Regions from separate parts of the Sus scrofa genome. Here region 1 is linked to region 2. A link is a contact called in public HiChIP or PLAC-seq data. All regions are on one chromosome and are shown on one strand. Each heading gives the region's core, a stretch centred on a gene start, on an enhancer-like site or on the middle of the called end of the contact. The rest is flanking DNA. Distances are from core to core; before and after follow the strand shown. Region 1 has its middle 22 kb from the start of CTBP2. Region 2 overlaps CTBP2 (C-terminal-binding protein 2).

Region 1 (2,700 bases), core at 84-2,583, 130 kb before region 2:
AGCGGATGCTCTCATGGCTCCTCCAGCAAAGGGGAAGGCGGCGTCCTCGCCCCTGGGGAGGGCTTGCCGCCCAACCCCGCCCCCGCCAGGAGAGATTTCTCAAGGCAACCCGACCTTCCCTGAGCTCCCGCTCTGCTGGTGCGGGAGGGGCTGCCTTGGCAACTGCGATGGACTCATCATTGCAGCAGGGGGCGGGGAGATGAAGCAGGAAGAACCCCTGAAAGTGTCCATGGAGGAGGGGAGGGTCCCGACAGAAGGCAGGTGCACGGGCTGGAGGAAGGAAGAGATGTCAGATGATGCCAGGAGAAGCAGCGCGGCGGAGGCCTTGAATGTGCGATGGGAATTTGTACTGAGCTGAACTGGGAGCCACCGAAGACTCCAAAGGAGGACGGGAAGGCAGATGGAGGAATTTGGACCAACTTTGATGGCTAGGGATTGGCAGGCACTTGACAGCCTCTTTGCGCTCCATTCCTCTCTGGTCCCCAATCAGCCCACCCTGAAACCCTGTCCACCCTTCTCAGTCCCCCTCAGATGCCATGGCCCACAGCCCTTTGTCCCTCCAGGGGAATCTCGGAGCCTTAGGTTCGGGCGCTGCCTCTCCTGGGTCTTCTCCTCCAGGCACTGGCTCCGTGGGAGGGAGGGCCAACCAGTGCTTGCCGAGGCTCAGACACTTCCGATGGCAGAGGTGGAAGAGCTGCCAAGGGGTGGCTGTCCCCTCGCTGCCTGCGGCTGCCCTGCCAACAAAAAACGGCTGATGAGAAGTTTTACAAAGTCGAATGCTTTATCCTAGTAATTTTCATATTATTTCTGGAATGTGAAGCCCTGTTGAGGGCACAACAATTTTGTGCCCCGGGTCTCTGGTTAAAGAGATTTGCATTACTTTATTAGATTTCCTCCTTGACAACCCCTCAGTATGCTGCGTCGTGGTCTTCTGGTGCCAGTGTGGGGTCCCAAGGGCTGCCGAACATCTAGAAGCCTCTGGAAACTAGCCAGGAGGGAATCAGCTGCCACGTTTCTTGTTTGCAGTTTCAGAGCCCTGGGAAGGCTTCATGAACCCTGGGTATGGGTTCAAGTGCAAAATGAGATCAGGGCTTAGACAAGCCTGATACTCTGTGAAATTCTGCTGTTCACTATGCACATAGGACACACATTTGAGTTGGCGGGCCCTGGACAGAATGCTCCAGATGCAGAGGTGGGTAAGAACAAATCTTTCCCCAGAAGCTCCCAGGCTTGAGGGGTGAATCCCAAAGCAATGGGAGCAGTGGTGGGGGGAGCCAGAAGGCCCCAGGCAGGGAGTTCTGACCTCTGTCTGAGGGGGCAGGCAAGCCTCCCAGGGGAGGCGTGCTCTGAAACAGGTGCTGTAAGATGAGTAGAGACTTGGCAAGGAGAGACACAGGGGTGTGTGTGTGTGTGTGTGTGTGTGTGTGTGTGTGTGTGTGTGTGAGGACGGTGGGCCTGGGCTCATGAATCAAAGCAAGAGTCAGCTGGTTTTGCCAGCCCTCCCTCTCTTTGCCAGTGTGGCGTCCAGGCCACTGGCTTCTGGTCTGTAAAACTTTTATCAGTTGCTGCCAGCTGATAACAAAACAGAGCAGAAAAAGGAAAGGCCACAGGAAGTCTGTGGTCCAGGTACAAGAGAAAACCATGCTTCGCCGATGCTTATAGCTCCCCCTGATGCCACCAAGACCTTAACTGGGAGGGTTCCCAACCAACCCAGGGCACACCCTGCTCTGTCTGCAAAACAGTGTTTTCTTCTGGGCACACACCCTGGAAAGGGAGTTGGGTCAGAAAAGTTCATTCATCAAACCCAGCCTTCCAGAGCTTCAAGTGAAACTGTAGGATGGGAAGACCCCTCCAAAGCTCCCAAACACCCCACACCCCTCCCACTGCACCCCAAGCTCCCCTTCCAAGACAGCTCAGTGGACTGGGGGTAGAGGTTGCCCTTGGGAGGGTAAGTCACCCCGGGCCCCAAGTGCCAGTGACAGCAGGTTGTCAGAGGCCCCGCCAGCCCAGTGAAGGGCTGCTGAGGAGGTGTGAGCTGGCGAGTCCCGATGGCCCATTGTTCTCGTGGGCAGAACAAAGGATGAGTCCCTATTGCAGGCAGACGCCATGTGTATACGGCTGCCCTTAGCCTGGGTGACACAGCTCAGATCCAATCCACATGTCTCCCTGTCTGACCCTCAGCATCTCAGTTTTTAGTCCATGTTGAAAGTCCTGCCTCATTAGGAGGCTTCCTGCTTCCTGTGATACTGGCCTTTTGGGCAGAATTCGTAATTAGAGTGTTGGAGTGGTACTCCGTTAACAGCAAACATTGCCATTCTCAGATTGAGTTAATTGCTGATATCTGTATGCAGTGTTCCCCCAAGATATTTCACATTACAGTAAATAGACTTCCCATCTGAATTCAGAGATGCGACCAGAGGTTTTACAAATATATAATTATACTTACGGAAAGCCAGGTCCTCTGGGCTCCCTTCGCCAACACCCTCTCAAGCCTACTCTTCAAAAATCAGCAGCTTCCATGGTAGGTAAACCACAGGTGGAGTCCCCGTTGTGGCTCAGCTGTCAACCAACCTGGTGCGTGTCCATGAGGACGTGGGTTCGATCCCTGGCCTTGCTCAGTGGATTAAGGATCCGGCGTTTCCTTGAGCTGTGGTGCAGGTCGCAGACATGCCTCAGATCCACAGCGTTGCTGTGGCTGTG
Region 2 (2,822 bases), core at 138-2,637:
AAGCATCCTACCGTCGTTTCTTGCCTCCAGTGTGTGACAAAAGGTGAGTTGTTGGGTCAGAGTGAAACTTCCTCTGTCCCTGTGGAATCCGAGGACTCTAATCCCTTCACCCTGCTCAGCCCAACCTCTCAGCAACAGACCCCCCTTGCCAAAGGGGGGAAGGGTCATCAGAAAATCGGGATCGTGAAAGTTCATCTGTGGTTCTTTGGACTCCTGAGGCCTAACACCATGGAAATAAACGGGTCCTTTTATACGTCTTTGCTTGGAGGAAGTTTTGCTTATTTGCCTTTATCCTTTTTCTGGTTTCGTTTTGTTTTGCTTTTTTATTTTTAAAGGCTGCTTTGGTCTGGAAATGAGTATGTTTATTTCTAAAGCATACTTGTAAGTCAGGTGCTTAAAAATGTGCGAAAATTCTTAACACCGAAGCATCTCCTTTTCCTCACCAACACTTAATTTTCATTATGTCACCAATAAAACAACCAATTAGGAAAAGCAAGAATTGTTTCTGCTCAAGTTCTCTGTTCTTGATGCAAGCTTTTAGCAAGTGAAAATATTTAGAATTCTTGAGTTTTGCATTTAACTCCAGAAGATGCAGTTTCTAAATCTAAACCAGAAAGAAGGATTCACTCAGAAGTTGTTTGCTGGCCGAGGAGACGGTCCCCCTGGAAGCATGGTTTTCACACCTGCTCCCTCCTCAGGCAGCCTGCGAGCTCACGGGACACGTCTCCACCAGCACTGGGATTCCTTTTGCTAAAGACTCGCTTACAAGCTGGACACAGATGACAGGGTCTTCGTTTTTCATTTGTCTTCTTCAAAGCCACGGAGACTATTTTGATGGAGCTTAGGTGGGAACAAATAAAATGATAGGGCGTTCCCACAGTGGCAGAGTGGATTAAGAATCCCACTTGCAATGGCTCAGGTTACTGCAGAGGCTCAGGTTCGATTCCCAGCTCAGTAAAGTGGGTTATAGCATCCAGCAGTGCTGCAGCTGTAGCTCAGATTCAGCCCCTGGCCCAGGAACTTCCATATGGCCATTAAAAAAAAAAATCATGGGCCCACAATTCCTTAACCTCACATCCAAGCTGTAGAAAACTTTTATTATATTAAATCTTTTACATCTTCAAATCTTTAATTCTTTGTAACTTATTTGGTGGCAGCTTTTGACTTGGTGTGAATTGTTGAGAGGATATTATATTTGTGAATATAATATATTTATTTATATTAATCCAGTGGGGGTCGTATATGCATGTTCATCTGTCCTGGTGCAGAAGTGCTAATGGGTGGCTCCGGGGTCTGTTAGAACATGGCACAGGCCCTGGCTGCCACCTGCCTGGCCTCTGGTGTTGGACAGGGCTGTGGACCAACCCTTGAGCTGTCTGTGCCTGTCTCTCTGGGACACGGTGTTGCATCAGCCCCAGGGCATCAGGCCCACGGCTCAGATCGAGGCCATGTGACCTGGGTGTGACCTTGTTGCACTACGGTTAGACTGCTGGGCATTGTGGGGGGGGGAATATGAGCAGCCTGGTGGGGTGGAGGAGGCTCCGGGAACCCAAGTAAAGCTCCAGGCTCTATTGAAGTGTAGATGGGGTTTTTTTTTTGGTTTGGTTTTGGCTTTGGTTTTTGTTTTCTTTTTTGTTTGGTTTTGGTTTTGGTTTTGGTCTTTTGTGTTTATAGGGCCACACCCGAGGGCATATGGAAGTTCCCAGGCAGCTACAGCTCCATTAGACCCCTAGGCTAGGAACGGTGCGGCCCTAGGAAGGACAAATAATAATAATTCTGTTGTTAATTGTGGTGTTATGTCAACCAAAGGCTAAACCCATGTGTTGCCCACTGCGTGCTTTTGTTTATCTGGACTTTAGTGGGTCCTTCCGGTACAGTTAACAAACTGAAGCTCAGATCAGAGTCCAGCCACCTTGTCATCGCTTGTTCATGGTTGTCTGTCTTCTGAAGATTCTCAAACAGGTTCTTTCGAGGTAGCCCGAAGCCCTGGCTTTCTTTGGGGTCAGTGAAGCGGCAGCAGGTTCTTTGGGGGTGGGTGGACCAGCATTTTCAAGGCTCTGATGACGGGCGGTACCTGATCTGCTGGATGACACCCCTCCCCTTCCCCAACCACCAAGCGTCCTTGCCTGTGGCAGTGGGTGCTGTGCTGCCGGGTCTTTCAAAGGTTGGGAGGCTCCATGGGGAGAGCCTTGTGGGTTATGGTCGAGAGGACTCATTCCTTCAGGGGCTCCAGGCTCTGGAAATGCGAGGGCTCAAGGACCATGCTGCTGGGTCTGCGGGCGCCTCTTCTTCTTTTCGTTCGCGGCAACCTCTCAAACTTGGAATCTACCCTATTTGCAGGTTTCCCAGTAGAATGTACTCTAAAGCCTCCAGGGGCTGATGCGGAGAACTTGACAGTACTATTAATTGATTAGCATAACTCTTAATCAATTAGCATATCATAGAAGTTGGCCTCAATCAACATAATGTTTAAGTAGATTTTCTTAAAGAATTGAAGGCGGTTCCCATGTTTAACGGGTCTTAACGGAATTTTCATTTCGAAAGGCATCATTGAAGTTATCATTTACTTTGTGTAAATTCCTTCATTGGCCTAATCTTTGCAGACTTGGAACCAGCATCAAGAAAACTTGAGGGTGTCTTTAAAAATCACCAGAGGTTTTAAGAACGTAAATCCATGCTGACTGGGTTTCTGTGCACTGTAGCGGTTTGGTCCAGGCAGGTAGGGCTGCTAATGGTTATTGAGTAAAGTTAATCTGCCCAGATTTTAGACTGCAGTTAGGAGGGGGAACCTTCTGGGTTTTTTCTCTTGCCCTCACTTCTGG

The links. HiChIP or PLAC-seq counts read pairs in DNA pulled down with a chosen protein or histone mark.
Region 1: an H3K27ac HiChIP or PLAC-seq map of skeletal muscle shows a contact between it and region 2. The contact joins two enhancer-like sites. A contact is called at or near these places in 2 of 2 datasets of contacts at active chromatin or transcription factors (alveolar macrophages and skeletal muscle).

Annotation. Positions count from the first base shown.
Region 1 is chr14:134,509,499-134,512,198 of Sscrofa11.1, reverse strand. No RefSeq gene overlaps it. Among named protein-coding and RNA genes, the nearest start is that of CTBP2, 22 kb to the right of the region's middle. Within about 2 kb of position 1,333, at least 4 of the 83 cell types and tissues checked have an H3K27ac peak or open chromatin away from gene starts, as enhancers often do. A contact at or near this core is called in skeletal muscle, where this site is marked.
Region 2 is chr14:134,380,431-134,383,252 of Sscrofa11.1, reverse strand. The region is part of intron 2 of CTBP2 (C-terminal-binding protein 2); the gene reads left to right. Among named protein-coding and RNA genes, the nearest start is that of CTBP2, 110 kb to the left of the region's middle. Within about 2 kb of position 1,387, at least 16 of the 83 cell types and tissues checked have an H3K27ac peak or open chromatin away from gene starts, as enhancers often do. A contact at or near this core is called in skeletal muscle, where this site is marked.